2 separate regions of the Arachis hypogaea genome follow, and region 2 is linked to region 1. Evidence: chromatin contacts called from public Hi-C data. All regions are on one chromosome and are shown on one strand. The core of a region is the stretch at or near the end of the contact, and the rest is flanking DNA. Distances in the headings are between cores, read along the strand shown. Region 1 holds the start of LOC112790627 (pectinesterase/pectinesterase inhibitor PPE8B). Region 2 holds the start of LOC112790629 (large ribosomal subunit protein uL18c).

Region 1 (5,950 bases), core at 2,446-4,945:
CCACTGCTTGGTGCTTCGCCGGCCCTGCTGTGTTCTGGAAAGCGATGTCTCTTGCTATGAATCCTCTACCACTCACAGCTGCACATGTATCATTCCACATCATAATCAGTATATAAAAAAATTTGAGAAAAAATAATTGTATTTATATAAAATTGATAGAAAAAAAATATTAAATAATAATTTAGTCAAAGTTAAACCTGATGTGCAGTTCTCTTTATAAAAAAATATGGTTAAGTATCATTAAACATATTAATTTTTTTATTAATTTTTAACTGCTTTACACGAAAACAACTGCCTGTTAATCTGTTCCAAAATAAAATTGTATAAGTTCTGGTATCAATTAATTGTCCATTGTACCGAATTAGAAAATAGACGGCACAATTAATTGAAGTGGAGGGAGGTGTATGAGATTTGGGTCAGAGATTTCAGATGTTAAACAAGGCGTGTGGACTTGAAGCATTATTAATGTAATGTAGGTACAGCACATGTGCTTATTAAATTGTGGTTGGAGAATTGGATTAAGTTATGTTTATATGTTAGTTAGGGTTTAATAAATAATATGGCCCTACAATGTACTGCTTATGAATATGTAATCGTGGACTATATCGAATGTTCCTGAGGATGTTATTAAGTTATTTCGTGTTGCTTCTGGTGTAGGCCATTCCATTGATAATCCATTTCATGATGAGTTAAGAGTTTAGGCGAAATAGAAATCTAAGTTAATGTAAGATAGTTTCGAGTTCTCGTTGTCTACACAATACAATGCAGGCAGTAGACATGACCTGACCTCCGGATGGGATAGAGGTCAACTTTAGGTCTCAAATAGCCACGCAAAGCAAACATATTTTTTCCACCATATTATTATTAGATGGACAATGATGTGTTACGTGTACCTAAAATTTACAGTTTTATACCATCACTAAAATATGAATTAAAAAAATTGTGACAACTTTAATAAAAATAAAGACTAAAGTGACAATAACAGAAAAAGAAAAGATGAGGTTGATGATATAAGAAAAAAGTGATAAAAAGTAAAAAGGAATTAGAAAAAGGGAAAGAATGAATGAGTGTATATTTGTACTTTGAGTAAACCGTTTATTTTGTTTTATCGTTCTCAAGACTGTGGTCATAATAAAAATTGATATTCATTTTCAAAAGTAATAGTTGTGTTATATTACATACTGTGTAATTTATTTTGATCCTTTTGTGATAGAAAAAAGAGAGGGGGGGGGGGGGAATAATGTAACTCACAAAATGTAACTTTTAATGACCAAATTATTATAAAAATCTTGAAAATCAATTTAATTTTTATTACTAACACACAAGTATGAATTGGAGAAATTGAACCGTGTAGAAATACTTTTATATCTACTTTTACTATATATAATGAAAATTAGAGAGGAGTTTGGTGCACAAAATTGTATTCATAAAATATATTTTATCATCTATATCAACAAAAAAATCTTTTGTTCCTAAAATTTGAATCCAAACCATTTAATTATGGTGCAAAATTAGATTAGTACACTACTATTAGTTCATAAATTAAAGAAAGTATATAGGATATATCCTTATTTCTACAAACATAAAAATAAACAAAAGAATAGAAATGACAATAAATAAATGAGCAGAAAAGTAATATGTAGTAATAATTTCTTGTTTTATATAGGAAGATAAAAATCATGAAACATCTCCAACCGTACAAGTCATATCTCATAAAAGAAAATTGTATGATACATTGTTTGCTATTTACGTACTCATCACTTTATTGATATATGATTAAGTTATAACAAGCCACAATATAATAGTATAGTATAATAATAAAAAGATTATCATATGTACACAAACATTTAGCCATTAAATTAGTTATTATATATTTATATATAAATATATAAATTATTTAATTTATTTTTAATATATATTTTATATTTTAAATTATATTAATATAATAATTAATTTTTAACTAATTTTTTTTCTACACATCATATATAGACAAAATAAAACTCTAATAGAATTTTAATTAATATCTACCTAAAGAAATAGAATGATGAATATATATATATATATATATATATATATATGAGATCATATCGCTAATATTAATATTAAGACAGGAGAAAAATTTAAAGGAACAAAATAAAAAATATATAAAGAGAAAAGTTTCGGTCTTACCAAAAGTGGCTGACCGGAAAGTGGTCCAACCATCAACAAAACTGCGGTTACCGGTAATAACGGTGTTATTCATCCCATCTCCAATAATCATAAGATTCCACTTCTTCTTCTTAATCTCAACATTCTCATTATAAACACCCTTCTTTATGTATATCACATACCGACTCATACTATAATTAGGTGCATCTTTCACAGCATCCATTATCTTTGTGTAATTCCCAGTGCCATCGGCGGCCACCACCGCGTCGGCGAACACCCCCACGCCGTTGTTGTTCGCTTCCAGAAGCTTCTTCCTATCCCTTGGTTTCACCCATGCAGGGAACTTCCCTTGTTTTGTGGAGAAGGAGTGATCCGGAACCGGGTCCACTTGGGTTAGTAGGTTCTGAACCAGTGAGATCATTTGGACTAAGCCAGTGGAAACTAGACCCTTAACCATGCTATTAGTGCCTTCGAATCCGTCCATGCATGTTTCTGGATTCGCCAGTGTTGCACTTAGCCATGTTCTTAAATCTGAGCTTAGGTTCCCAGTACTGTTATGCTTCCCTATAAAATAATAAATATACTTTAAATGAATAATATATATAATAATATTATTACTATACCCATTTTTTCTTTAATTTAATGTCACATGGATTTCCGACATTTCAACAAGATGAATTAATCAGAAGTAATAAAAGAAAATCAGTTCAAAAAATATTATTATCCGGAAACTCCTTTCAAATTTAATTTATTCAATCACAATAAAATTAGCGTTTAAATAGATATTAACTTGTTTTAGCATGCTCGATTAAGTGAAAAGTGTAGAGTGACGAGGCAGCAATGCAAACAGGAGTTGAAGCTTGAAATGAAATCCCCTGTTTTCAACTAAGGAATTGTTTTCCTATTTGAACCCAAGAAATTCATATGATTTACAATTTAATTTAAACATAATGTAACTGTAACGGCACTAGAGACGGATGTGATGTTGCTCTGTACTGTACCTTGGGGGTTCTGAGTGGCGGAAACAGACCAATCAAGCTCATCAGAGGACAAGTCAAGCAAATCGACACAGTCAGAAACGGCATTAGAGACACGAAAATCATCACCGAATCCGCCATTGTCGAACTCAGCTAGAATGGACATAATCCCTTGCATAACATCAACCACATCTCTCACTGACACAACAAATTCAGAAGGAGTCACTTTGAGACACTCTGATCCAGCGAAATAAGCACCGCCATCAGCACCACCAAGAAACGCCACCGCCACCAGAAAGAATAACACAGAAGATGTGATAGTGAAAGAAGAAGTAGGTGTACGAAGTAATGGCATTTTTCTTGAAGCAAGAGCCATTGGAATAAGAAAGGACTGAGAGTATAGATATAATGCTAAACTAAGGGGATTTGCAAATATTTAAAGGGAAAGAGAGTGTGTGAGAGAGAAGGAAGGAAGCCAATAAAGGATAGAAGGTGTTGGTTAGCCTTGGCAGGTGAGGAAATTTAAGAAGGTAAGCAGCAATGTCAAAGTTTCCTGAGTTATGTTTTGTGTGTGTTTGTGACGGAGTCAACTGCCTCTCTGGAAGATGGAAACAGTGTCGTAAAAGGAAGGGAGTAAGGGTTACTCAATGGTCAAATTCTTTTGAAAGTTAATGCATGGCCAAAAATAGTGATTATTCCATCACAGTCAAAATATTAATTCTAAAGGTATAATTAAATCAAATTAAATATTAAAAATAATTTAAATTCTTTTAAAGTTTAGAATAAAAAATGTATTTTATTTCATAAAACAAAATAAAAAATTTGAGTGATCTAAAATATTTTAGTTTATAGATAATTACAATTTTTATTTTTAGAGTAAAGTTATAATTAGATCCTCGAAAATGTTGACTTTTGACTAATTATTCTCACAACTAGAAAATTACTTAATATTTACAGACAGATTTGGTCTTTATTATTGACGAATTTTTGGTTATCGACGGATTTTGTCCCTCTGTAAAAGTCTCGTCGAAAATTATTTACTGGCAAATTTTTTTCCGTCGGTAATTTACCGACAGATTTTTACCAGTTACCGATAAAATTTTCCTATGTAAATTCTCCCCTCCATTTTCGTGAAACGTCAGACTTTCTGACGAATTTTTTGTCAGTAATTAGAGATAGATTTTTCGACAGATTTTCCGTTAGTAATTAGAGACGGATTTTTCGTCGATAATTAGAGGTAGATTTTCTGACAAATTTTTTGTCGGTAATTGGCAACAGATTTTTCTATTGCAAAATAAATCTTTTTTTATGCAAAATAAATATAAATTTAATAAATACAAATTTTATTGATAGTATAAATAGAAAAACACACTAGTGAGTACAAAGCGTTTTTTTCTAACAAAAAGCAATTATTTCCATGTAATAATACAAACTGAATACATTAGATGACAAGTAACTACTAGTGGACTTATCAAGATTCAATATCCTAATTTACGGATAGCTTCATTCTTTTTTAAGCTTATTAGTAATGGTGGCAATATACTTGCCTTGGTGAATGCTTGCTCCATCTCAAGTTTAGTTAGTTGTCTTGATCCATCACCACCAGCATAAGTTCCAGCGCCGTACGGACTGCCACCCTTCACTTCATTCATCTCGAACATGCCGTCGCCGAATGTATATCCGATTGGGACAAATAGCATTCCATGGTGAACCAACTGAGTGATAGCTGTTAGCCTGCCATTGATTTCACAATTTTCTTATCATTATTGGAACTTCATTCATGAGTCCTATTAATTACCAATTGATACTAATTTCAAAAATGTTAGGTGCACCTCAAAATCATTTATCAAATTAGTCAAATTTGTATTTTATATTTAGATAAATATTATATATATATATAGTTGATTTAATAACTGATTTTTTATAGACACGTAATATGGTTGTAATAGTTGAGAGTGAAATTCTTACGCTGTAGTCTCCTGTCCATCACCTTGAGAACCGGTATTGTAGAAGATTCTAGCGGGCCTGCCAGCAAGCTGTTGTGTCTGCCATAGGCTTCTAGTTGAATCTAGAAAAGATTTGAACTAAGCAGCCATCATTTCGAATCATGTTGGGAAGCCGAACACGAAATTGTCACCCTCTGGCAGCTCCTTCGAGTTAATGAGCGGCACATCGCTCTTCGGTGGTGCTCCCATTTTGCCAAGCACCTCTTCCATGTAAAACCCGTGAAATTAGTAATTAATTAACCAATAAATTAATTATTATTTAAAGAAATTAAAAAATTAAAGTTTATAATTTAATGAGATAGAGCTAATTAAAATAAGAATTTTGGCACTAATTTTAAATAATTTGGCCCAAAATTAGGCCGAACGGGACGAACCGATTGGACCGAGACTAAACCAGACCCAAAGCCCAATATATAAAAGCCCAAAACAGCATCTCTTTCCTTATTTCTCCATGGAAGAACGCTGAACAAAGAGAAAGGGGGGGGGGGGAGAATGACGCCAAACCGTTGCCAAAAATTTAATTCCACGTAACTTTCAATCCAGAATTCTCTACAAAATCCACTAACCAATTTGGTGAGAAAATTACATTTTAGATTTTGATAATTGAGAGATTTTGTAATTTTGATGGTTTAGGGGTACTCTAACAGTAGATAATCACTAGGTTTTGCCCAGGTCATCCATGGGTAAGTTGAGAAACTCATATCCCTTGTGAATATTTTAATTTTTTGAAGTTTAGGTATTGATTTGTGGTTACGATGGAATTGTATGTATTAGATTGAAATTATGTTGAATTGGAGATGAATTGATGAAATTGGATTC
Region 2 (5,873 bases), core at 2,318-4,817, 870 kb after region 1:
GAGGTTTTCTCAACTTTTCCACGCTCACAATACATTTGATCACTCGTATTTAATCATGGCTAATTCTATGGTGCTTATAAGTTTTTGCCTAATTTATGTTTTCCAGTAAGTTTTAATTTTTTAAAAATTATTTATTCTTATATCTTTTAAATTAAATAATAATTTTTAACCTTTCTTAATAAATAAACACCACTTTTTAGGCAGCATAGTATTCACCTTTAATCATTTAAGCTACTGAGTTGAGTATTTTAAGTGTTAAAAATGCAAGCAATTTTGCTAGGTGGAGTACCATCTAACTGCAGTCAATTAGTATATGGACGGTGAAAGAAACCCAACAAGGAAAAAAAAAAAAATCCTAAATCAAGAGTAATCATAATCTCAGTTTCACTCTTTATTCTTTCCCCATGTCACCTAGCCCCTTCCCCTTCTGCCACCAGCAGTTACCCACGTGTCCTCTTCCGCCACCAGCAGTCACAGGTCTTCCACCATCAACCATGCATCACCTTTCGTCACTTGCAGCCACACGTGACATCACAAACGTGGTAACATCTCCTTGGTGTTTTTTTTTTCTTCCTTTCCTCCACGTCTCTTCTTTTCTTTCTTATATTTTAGATTTTTTTTTAGATTTTGGATAATTTTTTTCAATAGTTTTAGAAGTTTTTTTTCTTTACTTTTTGGATTTTTTTTTTTTATATTTTGAAAAACAACATCCAAAACTTAACAGAAACATCTAACATCATTGAAATAAAACATATGAAACCTAACAAAAAAATATCAAAACTTGTTGAAAAGAACATCCAAAATACAACAAAAAGAATCATCTAAAGTCATTGTAGAAGAACTTCCAAAAGTGATCTAGAGAAAAAGAAGAAACGTGAAGGAAGGGGTGACGCAGAAAGATAGAAGGGACGCAACGGGAGAGGTGAAGGGGTCGGAGGGCATGTGTTTTTTGAGCAAAAAACTAGTTTTTCAAATTTTAAAATCAAGTGTTGAAAAGTTGGCTGCTTGGCCGCATATAGGATTGTTCTCTAGACTTTCTAATTGTTAAATCATTAAGTAACAAACTTCAAAATGAACTACATGGCAAGTGCATAATCATTTTAGAACTCTAGGCCATGTTCGCGAGCTGCATCTGCGAGTGCTTGAACACGACCATGGTACGGGTATCCACCTCGGTCGAAGGCCACCTTTGTAATCCCTTTCTCCAGACAGGACTTTGCAATGATTTCACCAACCCTCTTTGCTACTTCCTGAAGCCAAAAACAAAAACAAGAAAACAGAAACAAAACGAAAGGACCAGTGTCATAATTGAGTGGCTGAAAAGTATGAAGATGATGCAAACAAAGCAAGAATTCTTCCAAGGGAGTCAGACCTTACAAACTGTGTACACCAGAAACACAATCACGGAAGCAAGGTTATTTGCCAAGATACAAATTATACATGATACTCAGATTGAAAGGAAAATATGAAGATTCATGTGCAAATAATGAGTGATCTGGATTCCTGCTTCCAATATATATTGAACAATTTGAGGAAAAGTGGTAAAATCTTGGAACCCTGATGTGTAATGCTATTACTCGAAGTGGATATCAGTGAAAGTGGAGAGGAGCTTCAAAATGTAAATGTGTTTCTTCTACAAGTCTATGGAGCATTATGAATCAAATTAAAACTTAAACTTCTATTAAATTGGCATTAATAAAGCAAATAAACATCAGAGGTAACAGTTTCATATTCAGTATGCATTCGATGCTGAGAAACTCGGTGACCATTAACTGTTAGGTTTCCAATCAAAGATGCTTGAACGGTAAGAGATTTAGCTGACTTGCAGTAGTTACTATGGGAACAAATGTACAATCATAATCAAGGTATCCAGGTTCCTTGGTTTCCAAACTACAATGAAAAATTTGAAAACTATGTGTAGTAAAAACCAGTTCGCTTAAGTGTCAAGTTTAAATAGAGCATTGAATGCTATTTGTCACTGTAAAGTGAATAATTTTTCCTCTTTGGTATAAAGAGTTTCCAAATAACTATTTATAACCTAAAACTTTATATTCTTTTCCAGGTTAGTTTTTAAGTTTGAGAAGTTATCTATTAAGGAAACACGACGTTTAATCACAAGAACAGGAATGTTTCCAGTGCGTGGACTGAAGTATGACAGTAATTAAGCGATAATCAGCACATCAAAAGCATTTTAGAGCTTACAACTGTAGGACCAGCTGTGTAGTTGAACTCTTCAAAAACTGCCTTCTGCATTGTTGAAACCGAAGCAAGAGTGTGCATGTTGGTGTCATCTATGACCTGGACAGAAAGATGCTTGTTGGATCGGAACACGGACAATCGTGGCCTTTCTGGTGTCCCTTCAACCTGACAAACCAGAAAATGATCCAAAACAGATATGCATTGCATTCTTCATGAGGTGAACTTACAATCAAAAGCTTTACCAAAGAATGCCTTGGCATTCCATATAAGCAGTAAAAAGACTGTTCCACAGAGTACAGTACTAGCAATAAGAAGAAAAAGGTAAAGAGAAAACCGGGTACATTTTCCCCCTCTTGAACAGAAATTTTCATTTTCTTTTGTTTTAACTTTTTTCTTAAATCATGTAACAAAGAAACTCATCCAATATTTCAAATCTGTTAAGTTTACATGCTTAACCAATTCCAATTACTAGGTGAACCCTGCAGTACCAAAACTTATGAACTTCCACTAAATGGAAAGATGGATCATAAAGCACAACAAAGTGCATATAATATAAAGCCATAGCCAACAATGCAGAAAAAACAAATAAATCACTGCATATTCAGCAAAGAGAAAAAACAAACAAAAGCATAAATGCAACAGGTGTAAAATACAATTGCATATTGTCGGGCATGAATTGACTTTCAAACACACTAAATTAGGCTCCTTTTGTTTAGTGTTTAACACAAATAACGGAGGTACACAAAAGATGTAATCACACAGAAACCGAGAGTGACATGGTAGCAATTAAATAAACTGTCTTAATATGCATATCAGAAGGAAGGACACTAGAGTCTCTCTTTTCAACGTCTTGTTTGAACTCAGCATCAGAGAACTACAATGTTAACAACATGAAATCAGTGTAAACAATTAACTATTCAAAAAGCAAGGAAAGAAGAAGGGTAAACCGTAAAAACAGCCAGCAAAAACCATAACTACTCTCAGAATTCTAGCAGCTACTATAATTTAGAAAAGAAGGAACGTAATTAAAAGGGACCTTCTTCCTGATGCGGGTGTGGCGGGCGGTCCTGTCTTGTCGGCGGGTGGTGGAATGGGCTTCAACGACGAAACAGAAGGAAGGGGTTAGCGGGTTCGGTGGGAGGAAGGAGGAGGAAGTGGGGAACGCTGATTGAAGGAAGGAGAGAGAAGAAGTATTCATTCTTGTGTAATCTCTAATCACTCGCCCTTCGCGCTACTTTTGCTATCATCACACCTTATCCTTCTGCTGCTTCCTACTTCCTACTTCCTACTTCCTACTCTCCCATTTTCGTCACACTTTCTAGATTTTATTTTTTTGAGTTTTTAATTTTGATAAGATGACAAAGAGGTCTTAACTTTTTGATCGCCAACATTTAAGTTTTTATGAATTTAAAAATATATTTAAGTTCTCATCTTTTTAAAATTTAGATATATAAATTCTTTATATTCATTTGGGTCAGTCAGATCTAACAAAAATATCAAATGACTTTCGTTCATTCGGATACAGAGAGAATTTTTAAAATAGAACAAATTAAATTTAGAATCGATGTCTCCAAATTTTGAAAAGGTCATAAACTTAAATCTATTTTTAAATCCTTAAAAAATTAAATGTCTGCAGACCAAAAAATTTCATCAAATATTATTTTGAAAAATTTATTATTATTATTATTATTATTATTATTATTATTATTATTATTATTATTATTATTATCAAATAAATAGGTTAATTTACATTTTTAATATTCTAAATACAATATAGAAATAAAATTATTAATTAACAACATAAATTTTTTAAGAAAAAAATGTATAAATATTTTAAGTTAGGAAAAGTATGAGAAGCCAATGAAATATTTATACAATGTGTACAATGATTGTATATATGTAATGCATGTATAAGCCACGTTGTGGCTTTTCTTTCTTTTGTTTCCGAAAAACAAATAATAATAATAATAATAATAATAATAATAATAATAATAATAATAATAATAATGTTAACAATTACAAAAATTAATTTAAATTTTTGTTTATCAAAATAATTTTCAATAAATAATTTAAACTAATAGAATAAATCATAATTAAATTAAATATCAGTAATTTTTAAATTTTAGTTAATTATTTTTAATAAAATAATTTTTTTAAAAATAAAATCTCAACAAATATAATGACTCGTAAATAACTAATTATTTATTTTTTTAAAAATTTGAGGTCATACATAATAAATCATAAATAACTAATTATTTAATTTTTAAAAACTCAAGATATTATAGAATTCATTCAAATAAATTAATTTTTATATTAAATTGTACAAAACCATAATATATGAACAATATAAAAAGCATTGAAGATTTAATTAAGAAACACAAAAATTATATTGTTTAGTTGAATTTTATAGAAAAATGACAAAAAATTTAGTTAAACAGGACATAAATTTTATTTGAATAGCATAAAAATGTAAGTTGAATAATACGTAAATTATTTTGAATTGTATATTTTTCAGTTGAATAACAAAAAAAAAACATAAATTTTAATATCTAAAAATAGAAACTTTAGTTGAAGAATACAAAATTTAAATTGTGTAAATTTTTTAGTTGAATAACAAAAAACTTCTTACAAAAATTTTAGCTGAAAATACATAAATATTAGTTGAATAACACCAAAAAGTAGCTTGAATGATATAAGCTCCCCTCCTCAAATTGGTTCTTGCGTTATTGGTAATGTAACAGATGTAACAGCTTAGCTTGCTCATCTCCTTTGAGAACCAGAAGCCAATCATGATGAAGATGATTTCAATATACAACAGACAATTCATATCCCTGAGACACCCCATCAGACAGAAGATGTACTTTGTCCTCCTCCAAAATCTTCCAACACTCTTGGCCCTTTGTGTTACCAGATTATGGATATCTCGCTGCCTGTTAATTTCAGCTTGCCATCTGCCGAGAAACTGAAATCGTATGAAGAACTATGCGATAGTTGAAGAACCCGTAACACTAGAGAAGAGTTTGTGAAAACAGAATTAGTAATGCAAAACAATCTTTAAAATGAAGAAACCTCTATTGCTAAAGTGTAAGAAAGAAAAATGTGTACAACAATGATATAAGACTCTCTATAGAACCTGAAGATTAAGACTACATATATATATGTACTGCAACACTATTTTGCAGACCAATAACTAACTTAAGCAGACCAATTCTAACTAACCAATCTTGTGTCTTCTTGACGTCTTTCCTTAATATCTTTTCTTTCTTTATTTATACCTACAACACCATCTACCTTGAAGCAATATGATGTGACAAGCTACCCAAAGCTTCATATCGCTAAGTCCATTCCATGATATTAAACGATGTTTCTAACTTTATACTTTGTTGTGTTCTCTCCCTTCCTTTCTTCTTTGCTTATAGGATCTGTTTCTAGTTTTCAGGATTTGGTTTGTTCACTAATCATTTTTCTTCTTCGTACATGTTTGAGATTATTTGAGTACTAAAAACATATTTGCGTGAATTAAAAAATATTAAAAACACTTATATTCATGATTCAGATTATTTGAGTACACTAAAACAGGGACAAGAAAAGTTGCGTGAATACCTTACATGTTTCATGAATGTTGCCTTGAAATACCTAACTTGCACACTGGGGTCTACTTTCATGCCAATAAA

The links. Hi-C and Micro-C count contacts between places; a contact is called where the count stands out from the background.
Region 2: a contact with region 1 is called in a Hi-C map of leaf, with 4 times the contacts expected there. The contact joins the promoter of LOC112790629 here to the promoter of LOC112790627 in region 1. A contact is called at or near these places in 2 of 8 Hi-C or Micro-C datasets (leaf and an unstated tissue).

The regions. Positions count from the first base shown.
Region 1 is chr3:56,214,914-56,220,863 of arahy.Tifrunner.gnm2.J5K5, forward strand. It overlaps LOC112790627 (pectinesterase/pectinesterase inhibitor PPE8B), which reads right to left and starts at 3,696. Exons shown (of 3, transcript XM_025833110.3): 1 at 3,150-3,696; 2 at 2,170-2,712; 3 at 1-78. The coding sequence starts at 3,501. It also overlaps the pseudogene LOC112777883.
Region 2 is chr3:57,080,189-57,086,061 of arahy.Tifrunner.gnm2.J5K5, forward strand. LOC112790629 (large ribosomal subunit protein uL18c) reads right to left here and starts at 3,568. Exons shown (of 3, transcript XM_025833112.3): 1 at 3,236-3,568; 2 at 2,203-2,364; 3 at 762-1,250. The coding sequence starts at 3,397. The coding sequence ends at 1,101.